Regions from separate parts of the Zea mays genome. Here region 1 is linked to region 2. A link is a contact called in public Hi-C data. All regions are on one chromosome and are shown on one strand. Each heading gives the region's core, a stretch centred on a gene start, on an enhancer-like site or on the middle of the called end of the contact. The rest is flanking DNA. Distances are from core to core; before and after follow the strand shown. Region 1 holds the start of LOC100276485 (Ninja-family protein 7). Region 2 holds the start of LOC100384586.

Region 1 (6,956 bases), core at 730-3,229, 350 kb after region 2:
GACGTTTGGGAAGAGGAGGCCCTTGGTGACGGCGATGTTGGCGGCGTCCTCGTCGGAGGAGGAGTCGGTGGAGCTCTCGTCGGAGTCTCATTCACGGCACACATGGGCATCGCCGCCCCTCTTCTTGTGGTACCTCTTCTTTTCTCTCCTCTTGCCCTTCTTGTCGTCGCCCTTGTCACTGTCACTAGATAGTGGACATTTTGCAATAAAATGACCGGGCTTACCACACTTGTAGCAAACTTTCTTGGAGCGGGGCTTGTAATCCTTCCCCCTCCTTTGCTTGAGGATTTGGCGGAAGCTTTTGATGATGAGCGCCATCTCCTCATTGTCGAGCTTGGAGGCATCGATGGGTGGTCTACTTGATGTAGATTCCTCTTTCTTCTCCTCCATCGCCTTGAATGCGACCGGTTGTGCTTCGGGCGTGGAGGGGCCGTCGTGCTCGATAATTTTCTTTGAGCCTTTGATCATCAACTCAAAGCTCACAAAGTTTCCTATTACTTCTTCGGGAGCCATTAGTGTATATCTAGGATTACCACGAATTAATTGAACTTGCGTAGGGTTAAGGAACACAAGTGATCTAAGAATAACCTTAACCATTTCATGGTCATCCCATTTTTGCTCCCGAGGTTGCGCACTTGGTTTACCAAGGTCTTGAGCCGGTTGTACATATCTTGTGGCTCCTCCCCTTAGCGAAGCTGGAAGCGACCGAGCTCCCCCTCGATCGTCTCCCGCTTGGTGATCTTGGTCACCTCGTCTCCTTCGTGCGCGGTCTTTAGCACGTCCCAAATTTTCTTTGCACTCTTCAACCCTTGCACCTTATTATACTTCTCTCGACTTAGAGAGGCGAGGAGTATAGTCGTGGCTTGGGAGTTGAAGTGTTGGATTTGTCCGGTGAATTATAGCGGAGCGCCCTCTGATTTTCCCGAAGGTAACGAGTTCAGCTTCGAGTGCCCCGGTGCACCGGACAGTCCGGTGCGCCAGACCAGGGTGCTTTTTGGGATGTCTTTTGCTCTCTTTGTTTGAACCCTTTCTTGGTCTTTTTATTAGCTTATTGTGAACCTTTGGCACCTGTAGAACTTATAGACTAGAGCAAACTAGTTAGTCCAATTATTTGTGTTGGACAATTCAACCACCAAAATTAAATAGGAAAATGTGTAAGCCTAATTTCCTTTCAATGGTGTTTGGAACCACCTCAATTTTCATGAACTAGTTTGTTAGGAGAGGTTAGCTTCTTGGTTTAAAAAAACTAGAAATCTTATTTCTATAAACCGAAACATAAGCTGTTTTGTTTTGAACCCTTTTAGTTTTTATAAAACGGTTTGTTAAAAACTAGGGGCTTCTAAACAGACTCTTAGAACATGTTTGGAAGCAACTTAGGGCTTGTTTGAAAGCACCCAATTTTTAAGAATCTGTTTTATAAAAACCGAGGTGTTCCAAACATATCAGTTTATATCAAAATTTGTAGAAACTGGATTCTCATATTCTTAAATCTAAGGTCCTATTTGAAAGCAATCTAGTTTTTAAGAATCCGGTTTCTATCTCTAGTTTTCTAGAAACCGGTTATAAAAAATTGCTTTATGGTGTTTGAAACCATATCAGTTTTTATAAAACTAGTTCTAGCCAATGGAGACTAGCTTCTTGTTTTTTAAGAAACTGAAAATCTAGTTTCTATAAAATGAGACACAAACTAGTATGTTTAGAACTATCTCGTATCTATAAACCAGTTTCTTAAAAACTGAGTGCTACTATACTATAAACCAGTTTTTTTATAAGGGTTAGTTTAGAAACTCTATTTTCCCAAATAATTTCTATTTTTTCAAGAAAAAATAAACTAATTTATTTTAGAAAAATAGAAATTAGATTCTCAAACTAGTCCTAAACAAGTTTCTAAAAACTAGAGATAAAACAAACATGCTTCTACTGGTAATCCTTGTCAAGTGTCAACCCAACCGTCCACGGTCCGCCCTCCTCCTTCGTTCACGTCTTCCTCCTCGCGTTCCTCTCGTCAGTACGGCGACGCCGCAAGGCTCGCACCGCTGACAGTCCCCCTTCCCGGATCGAGCCTCTCTTTTCCCAGATCGGATTCTAATTTGGCTATCGCCGCCGCCCTACGCCAGGTGCCGAGTCCTTAGCTGATCTTCGCCGGCGAGGAGCGCCCACCAGGTATTCCTACACCATTCTCTTCCCAATCTGCTGTGCGAGACCGAGTTCCCAAACTCTAACCTCAAGCCCTTTACCTATTTGACGCTTACTAACTCCTAACTTTCTGCAAAAATTATCGGGTGTACATGTGTACACCCATGACCCATGTCCCTTTACTAGATCCGCCGTCTTCATTGGGCCTTTCACTAGTTGTTCGCTGGGCCCTTCTCTAGTTGTTCACCGGGACCTTCGCTAGTTGTTCGCCGGGACCAGGCATGCTGACCCCTTCTCTTCCGTTCCTGCTGTAGGAAACCGAGCACCCAAACCCTAACATGAACTATTTGACCATTTGTATACGGATCCGCTATAATTAAGTGTATGCATATATTTTACCCACTAACTTCGATTTTCTTGCAAATTTTTTCGAGTGCACATGTGTACACCCATGCCTCCACTCTGTAGGATATCTAGCCACAGTGGCATAGCTAGAAACTTTCTATTGGGTGTGCTCTAATGTCTTGGAGTATCATACCACTAGCATATATCATGTGATAACGCTACGATCCTGTGGAGGGGAGCGGAGAGGTCGACAGTGGCGGCACAAGGGGAGGGGTTGACGACTATGGCGGTCGCAGCGCGAGTGAGGGGGAGAGGGCGGCTGGGACGGAGCAGAGGGGGAGGGGGAGGCTGGGGTGGCGGGATCTCAGGGGAGGGGGAGAGATGATCAAAATAATATTGTCCATTGGATTTGAGTAAGTACAGGAGAGGGGGTTATTCAATGATCTACACTGTTGGTTTTGATGGTGTGTAAAGTCTAGGTGTAATTTGTTTAGTGGTTTTAGTGGAGGTTATGAGTGTGGGGTGATTTGGTTGGGTGAGTTTTGCAAAGTTTAAACTGATGGATTATATAGTGAAAGTCGCCTAGGGGGGTGGATAAGCGAAATCTGAAAATTATAACTTTACACCCCAACTAGATCCCTTGATTAGTGGTTAGAACAAGATTCACAATTATCGGAGTATAAAACTAAAACCTTTGCTTGCAATGAGTATTGTTTTCAAAGAGTGCGGAATTTAATCAATAACAATACTATTAGAAATGTTAGTGGAGAATAATGCAAGAGGGGTTAGTTAAGAAGAAGATAAACACAAGTTCTTTCTTGCAAGGAGTTGCTTCTCTAAATGAGAATTTAACTTGAAGCAACACACAATAATGTTAGCAAAGAGTAGCGCAAGAGAACTTAGAAAGGGAGAGAACAAACAAATCACAAGCAATAAACACACGAGACACGGGTGATTTGTTTTACCGAGGTTCGGCCCTCGAAGGCCTAGTCCCCGTTGAGGAGTCCACTAAGGACGGGTCTCTTTCAACCCTTTCCCTTCTCTCTACCGATCCCGAAGATCGGCAAGCTCTTCTTCTTCTCAAGGATCAATTAAGACCCCGCAAGGATCACCACACACTTAGGTGTCTCTTGCTAGCTTTACAAGCCTCCAAAACTTTGGAGGAAGTCCAATGGGAGTCAAAACTCCACGCGCAAATGAACGCAAGATGTAGCACACACTTTCTCTCAATGAATCTCACAAGGCACTAGAGCTAAACTCTCACAAGAGGCTTTCTTTTGCTTGCTCTCTCTTTTGTGGCACTTGTGTGGTTTGTAGTGGTCTAAATCTTGTGTATAGGATGGATCAATGAATAGAGGTGGTTGGGAGGGCTTGGATATGTCAACTATATGACTTGGAATGTTGCTTGGGCTCCCACACCTTGAAGTGGACGGTTGGGGTGGTATTTATAGCCCTCAACCACCCATATAGCCGTTGGGGCGCATCTGCCTGAAGTTGCACTGGCGGACGGTCCGCGGCTAGGGCCCAGACAGTCCGCGACCCTCCAACGGTCGATTCTGACATCTTCAACGGATACTTCTGACAGATCAACGACTAGATCAACGGCTATCTGCCTCGGTGACACCATGCGGACGGTCCGCCCTTGGTCCCTGACGGTCCGCGCTAGCTCTATAATTCCTTTTGCTCAACTTGTCACCTTCGGGCTTTTCGGTTCTGTGCCGACCGGACGGTCCGTGCCTGGTCTCGGACGGTGCTTGCTTTTCCATCGGACGGTCCGCAGTGTTGACTTGCATTTATGCAGTGGTTCTGTCCGAGGGTCATCCTGGTGTCGCGGACGGTCCGCCGCAAGGGCCCGGACGGTCCGCACTTGGTCGGTTTTTCCAAAAAGTTTCTCCTGTCCGGAATAATCTACGGTATTCCGGACAGTCGATTTAGAATAGTTGTAGATGAACTTATGCACCTGTAGAATATATAATCTAGAGCAAACTAGTTAGTCCAATTATTTGTGTTGGGCATTTCAACCACCAAAATCATTTAGGAAAAGGTTTGACCCTATTTCCCTTTCATATAGTGGTAAAGATTCATAAATTAGTTCATGTAAAGATCTGGTGTCCACTAATATTTGCAAAATCCGTGTGCCCAGGCACAAGAGGAAATTCAATATATGGCCACGATTTCCTGTGGAAATCATGCAACATATATGGGTACTCACTAAATTTTGGTTATTCAGCGTCTATGGATGTGATGGGTTGCTTTGTTAAATGTTTCTTAGTTAATATATGTTTTCATCTGCCATAAACTATCGAGTTACCATAAAAAATGGCTTCTTGCCTCTTACAAGATGTGCCTTTTGCAGGAGTTACAGATTGAATGACAAGAATGTTCTCTATATCATCCTCAGTATGTGTGAAGAAATAGTCTGTAACTACACATACCTTTCATTGCAATTACCAAGAACTGGAAATGGACGATGATAATGGGCTTGAGCTTAGTTTGGGCCTATCTTTGGGCGGGTCATCAGGGAAGGCCAAGGCTAGAGATGCACCTCTAGAACCAAAAGCAGAACCCCAAGTGGAAGAAAGCAGTAGCAAAGGTGGTTTACAAACTCCTGATGCTCCTTCTGGGAAATTTTATCAAAAGAGCGCTGATAACCATGAACAAAATAGTAAACAGAGGCACAGCCCTGTTGCACCACAATTTGGGAACTTCTGGGGACAACCAGGGAATTCCTCCGGTCCAGTGGTAGATGGTTCTGTTGAACCGGTGAGTCATCAGCCTCAGCTTTCCAGTTATCAAGATGGAAGGATGCCAATTAACAGTGGAAATAATTCTGAGGAGCAGAAGCCAGTTTCTGGTAACCACAAGTTGCCTTCTGAAGAGATGAACTTTCAGAAGAAACATCAGACAGCTAGTGACCAGCCTGATGCATTCAGTAAGAGCTCTGACGGAGGTGCAAAGAATGCACCTATCTCGATTAGTACGGATGATGGTTCAACTGGTGAAAATGAGGATGTTGCAGAGTCAGAAGCAGAAGGCTCAAATTCTTGGTTGGTTGCACAGCGTGAAGACAGTGCTAAGGGCTCTGTTGTTAACAAAGGAACTGATAGGAAAAGGTCCGCCGATGCTGCTGCAGATGGTTTTAAAGGAAAGAGACAACCAAGTTTCTCAGGAAGCGAGTCCAGCTCTGGAAAGTTGACACCTGGAAATCTTATATCGATGCAGGCATCAAATGTAGTGGCTTTGCCATATCAAGTCCCAGGTCAAGTTTCTGGACCTCCTGTCTTAACTAATGCACCAAATTTTCACCCGGTATGTACTGTGCAGTTGAGGCCGCCCACAAATGGTGGACTAGCTGTCCAGACAATGGGTAGTGCCTCTCAAGTTGCTTTTGGTTACCCAGCAGTCCAGCTACCAACACTTGAAACGGGCTCTTCATGGGCATTTGGTGCTCCACCTCAGGCTCTGTCTTCTTTTACTGCAAAAGACAAAGCTGATCAAACAGGAACCAAGCAAGTTGACGATGGCAAGAAGCCCCAGGGTTAGTGACTGTTTCCTTCCCAAGAAAAATGGATAAAATCCGTTTTTGTGTGATACTTTTATGTCTGTTGTTGAATATTAACAAAAAAGATGTTTGCCTCTAAAAAACAGATTTGTTTACAAAAACTAGAGTTAAAGCACTCGACCTTTATGTAACATGTATCTGGTTAGCGATATATGTTAGAGAAGATTTAAACCATGGTTGTGCTTAACAGTCTGTGTCTCTTCCTCCATTTGCTAGGTATATATGATTGATGTATACTGGTGGTATGTCATAAAGCCTTTTAATTTCACAATTATTTGTGGGGAGGATTACTGCCTTTGCTTTATGCATTGCCTGCCAGTAATCTGGTAGTGCGAAATGATAAATCGTGGAAGGAAATTCCATGTTGAGCTCTGAACTTTTGTGCATGGCTATGTTTACTGCCAAAACTATATATGCATGTTTGAATATTTTACCAACTGACATCATATTGACCTTCGAGTACTGACTTCTTTTTTCATTTTTCTTTTGACACATTGCAGAGGCAGGTGCTTCCTCGTCTGCTCATGCTGAAGATGAGAAAAAGGCTGATAGAGGACTCTCTCTTATGGGTTCTGCCATAAGGCCAGGCATCGCACCAAATGTCAAATTTGGAGGGTCTGGATCATATCCGGATCTTCCCTGGGTTTCTACCATCGGCGCCGGACCAAATGGCAGAACCATATCAGGTGTGACATACAAGTTTGGTAGAAATGAGGTAAAGATAGTATGTGCTTGCCATGGCACTCACATGTCTCCGGAGGAGTTCATGCGGCATGCAAGTGCAGATGCTCCGGCCCAAGATAATAGTGCAACCCTGCCAGCATTCCCTGCTGGTAACCAAGCCACGTCTGCAGAAAATTAGGTTAGCGGTTCAGAGAATGCTTGACTAATAATCCTTGCCCCTCTTGTGTCT
Region 2 (7,358 bases), core at 3,631-6,130:
TGCATCTATTCTTTTCTTTAGGTATGTCAACGAACGAGGTGAAGTGATTGAGAGATTTATTGGGTTACAAGAGGTACCCGACACTACATCATCCGCTCTAAAAGTTGCTTTGGATGGTATGTTTTCTTTCTATGGATTGTCAATGGATAGATTACGAGGACAAGGTTATGATGGGGCATCAAACATGAGAGGTGAATTTCATGGGTTGCAAAGAAGAATATTAGATGAGAGTCCATATGCTTTTTACATACATTGCTTTGCACACCAATTGCAATTAGTGGTTGTTTCAGTTGCTAAGTGTTGCGCTTCTGTATTTGATTTCTTCCAAACGTGCAACTTGATTGTGAATAGTGTTAATGCTTCTTGTAAGAGAAGGGATCAATTGGCTCAACAACACCATGCCAAACTTGTGAACATGTTGGAAAGGGGGGAAATTTTTTCAGGTAGAGGGAAAAATCAAGAAACCAACCTAGCACGACCTGGGGATACTCGATGGGGTTCACATCATAAAACTTTATGTCGTATTGTTCTCATGTGGGATGCTATTCTAGAGGTACTAGAGATTGTGGCTGATGATGGCTCTAATGGGGATAAGAAATATATGGCTTCTGGTTTGTTGAAACAAATGGAGAGCTTTGAATTTGTGCTTATTCTGCATCTCATGATGAGGTTATTAGGCAAGACTAATGATTTGTCACAATGTTTGCAAAGAAAAGATCAGAATATTGTCCTTGCTGTTGGATTGATTGGAGCCACATTGCGGAATATTAGTGAAGTACGTGATAGTGGATGGGAAGAATTGTTTGAGGAGGTAAAGACCTTTTGTAACCAACACAACATTATTTTACCAAAGATGGATGATACAATTACTGTCCGAGGTCGCTCAAGGGGGCGTGGAGGTCAATTAGTGACTTACTATCATCATTTCAAAAATGAGATATTTATTGTTGTGTATGATCAAGTTATTGTGGAATTAAACAATCGTTTCACTGAAAGATCTACTCAATTATTGAGATGCATTTCGTGTCTAGATCCAAGAAATTCATTTGCCAGCTATGATAAAGCTCAGCTGATAGAATTGGCTAAGATTTATTCTGCAGACTTCACTCAATATGACATCTTGATCCTTAGAGACCAACTCGATATATTTATTGTTGATGTGAGGGGTAATTCTGATTTTGCAAATTGTGAAGACCTTGGTAATCTGGCTATTAAGGTGGTGCAAACCGAGAGACACCTAGTTTTTGCATTGGTTTATCGTCTCATTGAATTAGCCTTAATTTTGCCTGTTGCAACTGCCACGGTTGAAAGAGCCTTCTCAGCTATGAAAATCATCAAGACAGAATTGAGAAATAAGATGGGAAATGATTGGTTAAATCATAGAATGGTATGCTATATAGAAAGAGATATCTTTGCAAGAATTCAAAGTGATGATATTTTATATCATTTTCAAGAATTGAAGAGTCGTATGAAAAAGCTACCTCCGCAAAGTTCAAGTGGTATATTTTTGTGCTCACTTAGACATTTTTGCATTCATTAGTTATATTGTCATGTTGTATCTCTCATTTTATACAAATATTTAATTTGCAATGTGTAGGTTCAAATTCACGTGCTAATGTTGATGAAGTTATTAGAGGCGGGGAAGGACCAAATCATCTCTAATTAGGTACTTTTAAATTTTTTATCAAGTTTATTGTACTTTTAGATGCTGAATTGAAGTAAATACTATCTTAGTCTATGTTTGTGGTATATTTTGTTTTAGCGGTATATTTAGCCGCATAATATATTATGGGCTGTTTGAAGTAACCTTCAAATTTTATGGAGTGGCCCGGGACGTTAATTTTATATAGCTCCGCCACTGGTTCCAGCAGTATAACTATAGCCCCATGTTAAGCAAGCAGCTGCCCCCAGTTTGCCATTGTTATATTGGGCTTCGAAAAGCAAGTAGTATTTCCCCCATAACTAGAACAATAACATGGGCATATACCTTTGGTGGATTTCGAAGAGAATACAACATCGTCCTGCAGGATAGCAGGAACGTGTCCTCGTTATATGCCAGCGATTTCTTCTCCCCGTGAGCCGTGTTAGCATGCATAGCGTAGCCAGGCTCGTTGAAAAAGGGCTTTGCGTTCAAAACCAAAGCCTGGATAGAGACCAGGACCTGCAGCATAGTTGAATTGGCCGGATTCCACTTCTCACATCCGCTGCCGTCCCAGGTGTTGAGGAGGCTAAGGCACACCTTCCCGCAATCATACAGGTTTGGATTAAGCCGCAAACCACCAGCACGGTAATTCACCATCTGCATAGAACCGAACGGTCATCCCATGATCCTTGAAGCAAACTGAAGGAACAAGGGAAATGATTAGTTGATACACAAGTGCTGAAGTCAAGAAAATATTACCGGTGGGACATTTGGATACCGAGGAGGAAAGTATATGTCAAAGAAGAAGAGCCCGTCATGGTAAGGAGTCCCAGCCGGTCCCATAATGACACCTCTAAGCAGGTCCATTCTATCCTCATATGCCCTCACAAATATAGTATCTATTCAATTCGGTGAGAAGTACAAATTAGAATGTTCTCTTGAAAGCAGACAAGTGAAATTATAATCATTTTCTTGGCCATTATGAATAGAACCTTCTAAGTTCTAAAAACGGCAAGAAGATGTTCTCAATACAAAAGAAGCATTTCAAATGACAAAGGCAAGGTTGCACCAAGTGTGTTACTATTCAGTAATGCGGACAATCATAAAATCACGGTATAGTAAGCAACAGATCCCTACCTGGCAAATCTCTCTCTAGGACTTTCCACTCATGCTGTATACGTTTCACCCAGTCTTTTGATGGCTGTGAAAATAACTTTTTGAGAACTGAACTGAACTAAGACAATAAATGATAGTAAGGGCAGAGCAAAAAAAATGATACCTTTTTTACCACCTGAACCTTTCTCGACGTTGGCTTTGAATAATAATGATCACTATGATCATCAACAGTATCAAATCGTTTGAAGGCCTTGTATTTTTCTTCGATTTTATCATCTACAACCTTAGTGGGTTTGGTCTTATTTGCAATATCAATAGCAGTCTTCTGCATCCATGGTAAAGAAACCTCCAGAACAGGTGGAGCATGGAGGTTATCAAACTTGGCAGACAAACCAAATTTAAACTCACTTTCAATAAGCAGAGCATCATAACCATCAACCTCAAACTCATCTTCATCATACATATAGTCTTCAAATCCCGCATAGGGACAGTCATCAGAATAGTTGTAAACTGCCTCATCTTGAAACACTTTCAGGTCAACACAGGAATCGATATATTTTGAAGCATATGTGCTTGGGCCAGCGATGTCCTGAACCCAACCACTCTGAATTTATATACACACAGAAAAGAATCTCTCTGAGCTTGCACGGTATAAAAGCAAATAATATGAGAAAGAAAAAGATACGAGGGAATTTACCTTGGCATGCTTTGGCCAATCCATAGGGCATACAACAGTTTGCTTATTCTTGTCCAATGGTGCTTTATCACCAATAATTATGACTCCATCAGGATCATCATCATCAATTTCAATTACTTCTTGAGGGACAACCTATTGTTCAAGCAAGCACAAATTTCAGAAGAAAATGCATCAATTAGTAGTTTATAGAACTGCAATTCAGTTCTGCAAGCAACACTCTTTCGATACAGTATAATTGTAACATGAAACATGCTCAGAAGCTATTGATTTTCCATAATAAAAGAAGAGCATTTGTTTGTCATAATTTACCTAAAGAACAAAAATTATGCCACATGTAATGATTCATGAAGACATTTATGACAGTTTTAAAAGGGATATGAGATCATAAAAGGGAACAATCCAGCAGCTATGAACTTTTGACCTCATATATGCACTTGACACATGCCAATCAGCCAATGCCATTGTCAATTGGTTATTGTGTCAATCGCACCATGCGTCCATGCCTATGTTTCTGACTATGGCAGAAATGCGTCTATTAGTCAACACTTGGTAGATAAAACGAAAAGGCACAAAATGGAAGAAATACAAAGGAGAGCTCTGCATAACCCCCTATGTGGTCAATTGGATTTTGGAGGGCTACTAAATGCAGAGTTTAAAGGTAGACCTCCAAATAATTTCCTTTTTCTGACAATCTTTCTACTCCTTCCGTTCCAAATTACAAGACATTCTGGCTTTTCAAGATTCATAGCTTTTGCTATACGCCTAGAAGAAGCTAAGAGTTCTGATTCACACAAATTCATTCAGGGAGTCGGTGTTTTTTTTTCTAGAGAACAAACTAGAATTCTTTTAATTTCACTAGTTCATACTTCCATGGTTGACTATTACACCGATAAGATGGACTGCCAAATCAACACTTCACAACACATCACACTTGATTCAAATATATGACACATGAATTAACTTATCAACTGCAACCTGCCATTATATAACCATCAGGCCATATCAGAATTCACTACCAATTTCAAGGTATCCAAAACTTACGCGCAGTGAACAAAGGATGCGATATTGACATCACCTGGCTCCGCTTCCTCTTGTGGTGGCCGGAGGCCCACCCCGCAGCCGCGGCGGTGGCCGAAGACACCTCAACCACGTCGGGGTCATCGAACGACGAACTGCCCGCGCAGAGGTAACTCCTGGGACGGGTACCAGATCGGCAGACAAATAAATCCGCGTCAGAACTGAAGGAAGGGAGCGAGACGGGACGAGATGAGGAGCCAAATAAGATGAGAGGCCATATATATCGGCGGTGGGAGTGACTCACATCGGGGGCGCAGCAACGCGATCGCCGCCGATGGGCACGGCAGGCGGTCACCGTTAGGGTTCCGGCGAGGACGCGAGGTGGGTGGGGCCGTGAGGGAGGAGGGTCTGGGTGGAGGAGTGCGGCGGTGGAAACTGAGCAGAGGAGATTTCTTCTTATACAGAAAAATGTAATTTTCGACGAGGAAGGACCGACCCGGAGGAGTAACGCCAGAAAAGCGGTACGGATTTTGCGATTTATTTTAAGGCCCAGTGCGCAGTGGGCTGTGGGCGGCCTCCCTTAGCTTTTTGCGTTAGCTGATTTGATGATCATGTAACTAGGGAGTAATCCTCTTATTATTTAAACTAGGTGAACGTCCGTGCGTTGCTACGGAGTGAATATATTATGATAAGATACACTAAAATTTTAAAAATAATTGTTATTTTATGTTTGTTAGTATCTTTTTAAAAGTTAAGAATTTTTACATACATTAAAAGCATTTCACATCAAACAAATCCATTACGTGTAGTAAAATGCAATGCTTATCGGCCACTAAGTAATCTCCTTGGCAATGATCAGCAACCAGCTTGGCTAAGATAGAAAAATAACAAGTAGAAAGTTATAATACAAGATATCATGCATTGCAACTGACACATGTAAGTCCACCAAATAGGTTTGTTACAAGAAAACAAAACTTGATGCAACTCGCAGATGAATCAACAATAGTGCACGTCAAATCAAAATTAAAAAAATCAAGTGTTTTTATTTTGGATCACAATATCTTGAAAGTGGAGCTACACCAGGTTGGTCTACAAGTTGAGAAGAAAATAAATCAGAGCTTGCCAAGAATATCAAGTTCCTCACCAGTGGGAGAATTCAGCCTAAAATCTTGCCTGCACTGGATTTTCTCTACAGAAGTACAACACACTTAAGTCAGGTTAGTGTTCAAGAATTATTGATACCACTGAACTACAATATATTTAGCCTGATAAATGAGATGGTTGTCCTTTACATAAACTTTCAGATAACCAAAAGTAAGATAAAATAACACACAACTCAACCATGTTTCCATATCAGATATTAACATGGACCTTCACAAATATAAACACAAAGTTATTGCGATTCATTGTTATATTCAAGTCACCAATAGATGAGCACGTACAGAGCTTTCTAAAATAAGGCATTCCAGAAGATACTTCACAACACCATATCCAACTGCCTCTGAAGTATGCTCTAATTCCTCATCCGTCCAGTCAACAATAATTTTGCCTGAACAAAATAATGTGATCATATTTACCTGAAGATTAATAATAAGGTTCCAAAATAATCCAGTTGGTCTACAAGTTGAGAAGAAAATAACTCAGAGCTTGCCAGGAATCTCAAGTTCCTCACCAGTGGGAGAATTCAGCCTAAAATCTTGCCTGCACTGGATTTTCTCTACAGAAGTACAACACACTTAAGTCAGGTTAGTGTTCAAGAATTTTTGGTACAACTGAACTACAATATATTTAGCCTGATAAATGAGATGGTTGTCCTTTACATAAACTTTCAGATAACCAAAAGTAAGATAAAATAACACACAACTCAACCATGTTTCCATATCAGATATTAACTTACAGAGCTTTCAAGATACTTCACAACACCATATCCAACTGCCTCTGAAGTATGCTCTAATTCCTCATCCGTCCAGTCAACAACAATTTTGCCTGAACAAAATAATGTGATCATATTTACCTGAAGATTAACAATAAGGTTCCAAAATAATCCAGTTTTTCAGTTTCTGTGAGTCGTTGTAGTTCTGATTTGCTTCGAGATTTAGCCTCATCAGGTAGCTCTACCAATCGAACAACCTCGGTACTACGGGTTTGGAACCGCTTGCGATCTGAACCATACTAAATGGAAAACACCTTGGTGCCACTCCATGCTTACATTGAAAACATGTCAAAGTGATGCTGCTGACCAACATCTATGAAAGTTGCCTAGAGGGGGGTGAATAGGCAAGTTAAAACTTTTTCAACAAAAACTAGAAGCAAACTGGGTAAAACTGAATTGATCTCGAAATTCACCCGGTTAACTTTGGAAATGAGATGTTCTAAATGATCCACAGGGTTCAAAGTAGTAGATCTGAGAAGGGCACTTCTCAAAATCCACACACTAAAAAGATATAAACAAATCTTTCACGGAATGGTGAGAGAACGAAGAACACGAATAAGCACAATGAACAAGAACACAAGAGACACAAGATTTATCCCGAGGTTCGGTCACACCACCAAGGTGCCCTACTTCCTCGTTGAGGCGCCCAAAAAGAGCCGGGTCTCTTTCAACCCTAATCCCCCCTTTGCCGACCACAAAGGTCAAGCCCACACACTAATCTTTGCTCAAACGAGCGAGTAATACAAACTTTCTTGTGGTCTTCCACAAGATTTGGAGACTCACAAGAGACACCTAGTCGTCTAGGAGCTAGAAGCTCCAAGAGTAATGAATCCACAAAGAACTCGATGTAGTACCAAAGCTCAAATGAAGAAGAGCAAGAGAGATTTGGAGATGAAGCACAAAAACCGCAGCTCTCAAACTCACTCAAAGATTTCTCTCCAAAGATTTGAAAT

What was found. Hi-C and Micro-C count contacts between places; a contact is called where the count stands out from the background.
Region 1: a contact with region 2 is called in a Hi-C map of tassel, with 3 times the contacts expected there. The contact joins the promoter of LOC100276485 here to the promoter of LOC100384586 in region 2. A contact is called at or near these places in 2 of 25 Hi-C or Micro-C datasets (ear and tassel).

What each region holds. Positions count from the first base shown.
Region 1 is chr8:68,987,428-68,994,383 of Zm-B73-REFERENCE-NAM-5.0, forward strand. It overlaps LOC100276485 (Ninja-family protein 7), which reads left to right and starts at 1,980. Exons shown (of 3, transcript NM_001150261.1): 1 at 1,980-2,163; 2 at 4,838-6,019; 3 at 6,544-6,956. The coding sequence starts at 4,945. The coding sequence ends at 6,905.
Region 2 is chr8:68,634,153-68,641,510 of Zm-B73-REFERENCE-NAM-5.0, forward strand. It overlaps LOC100384586, which reads right to left and starts at 4,881. Exons shown (of 9, transcript NM_001362414.1): 1 at 4,777-4,881; 2 at 4,531-4,648; 3 at 3,456-3,587; 4 at 2,922-3,362; 5 at 2,780-2,843; 6 at 2,402-2,541; 7 at 1,988-2,299. The coding sequence starts at 4,778. It overlaps LOC103635314 (a long non-coding RNA gene), which reads left to right. Exons shown (of 4, transcript XR_004851959.1): 3 at 22-1,499; 4 at 1,598-1,988.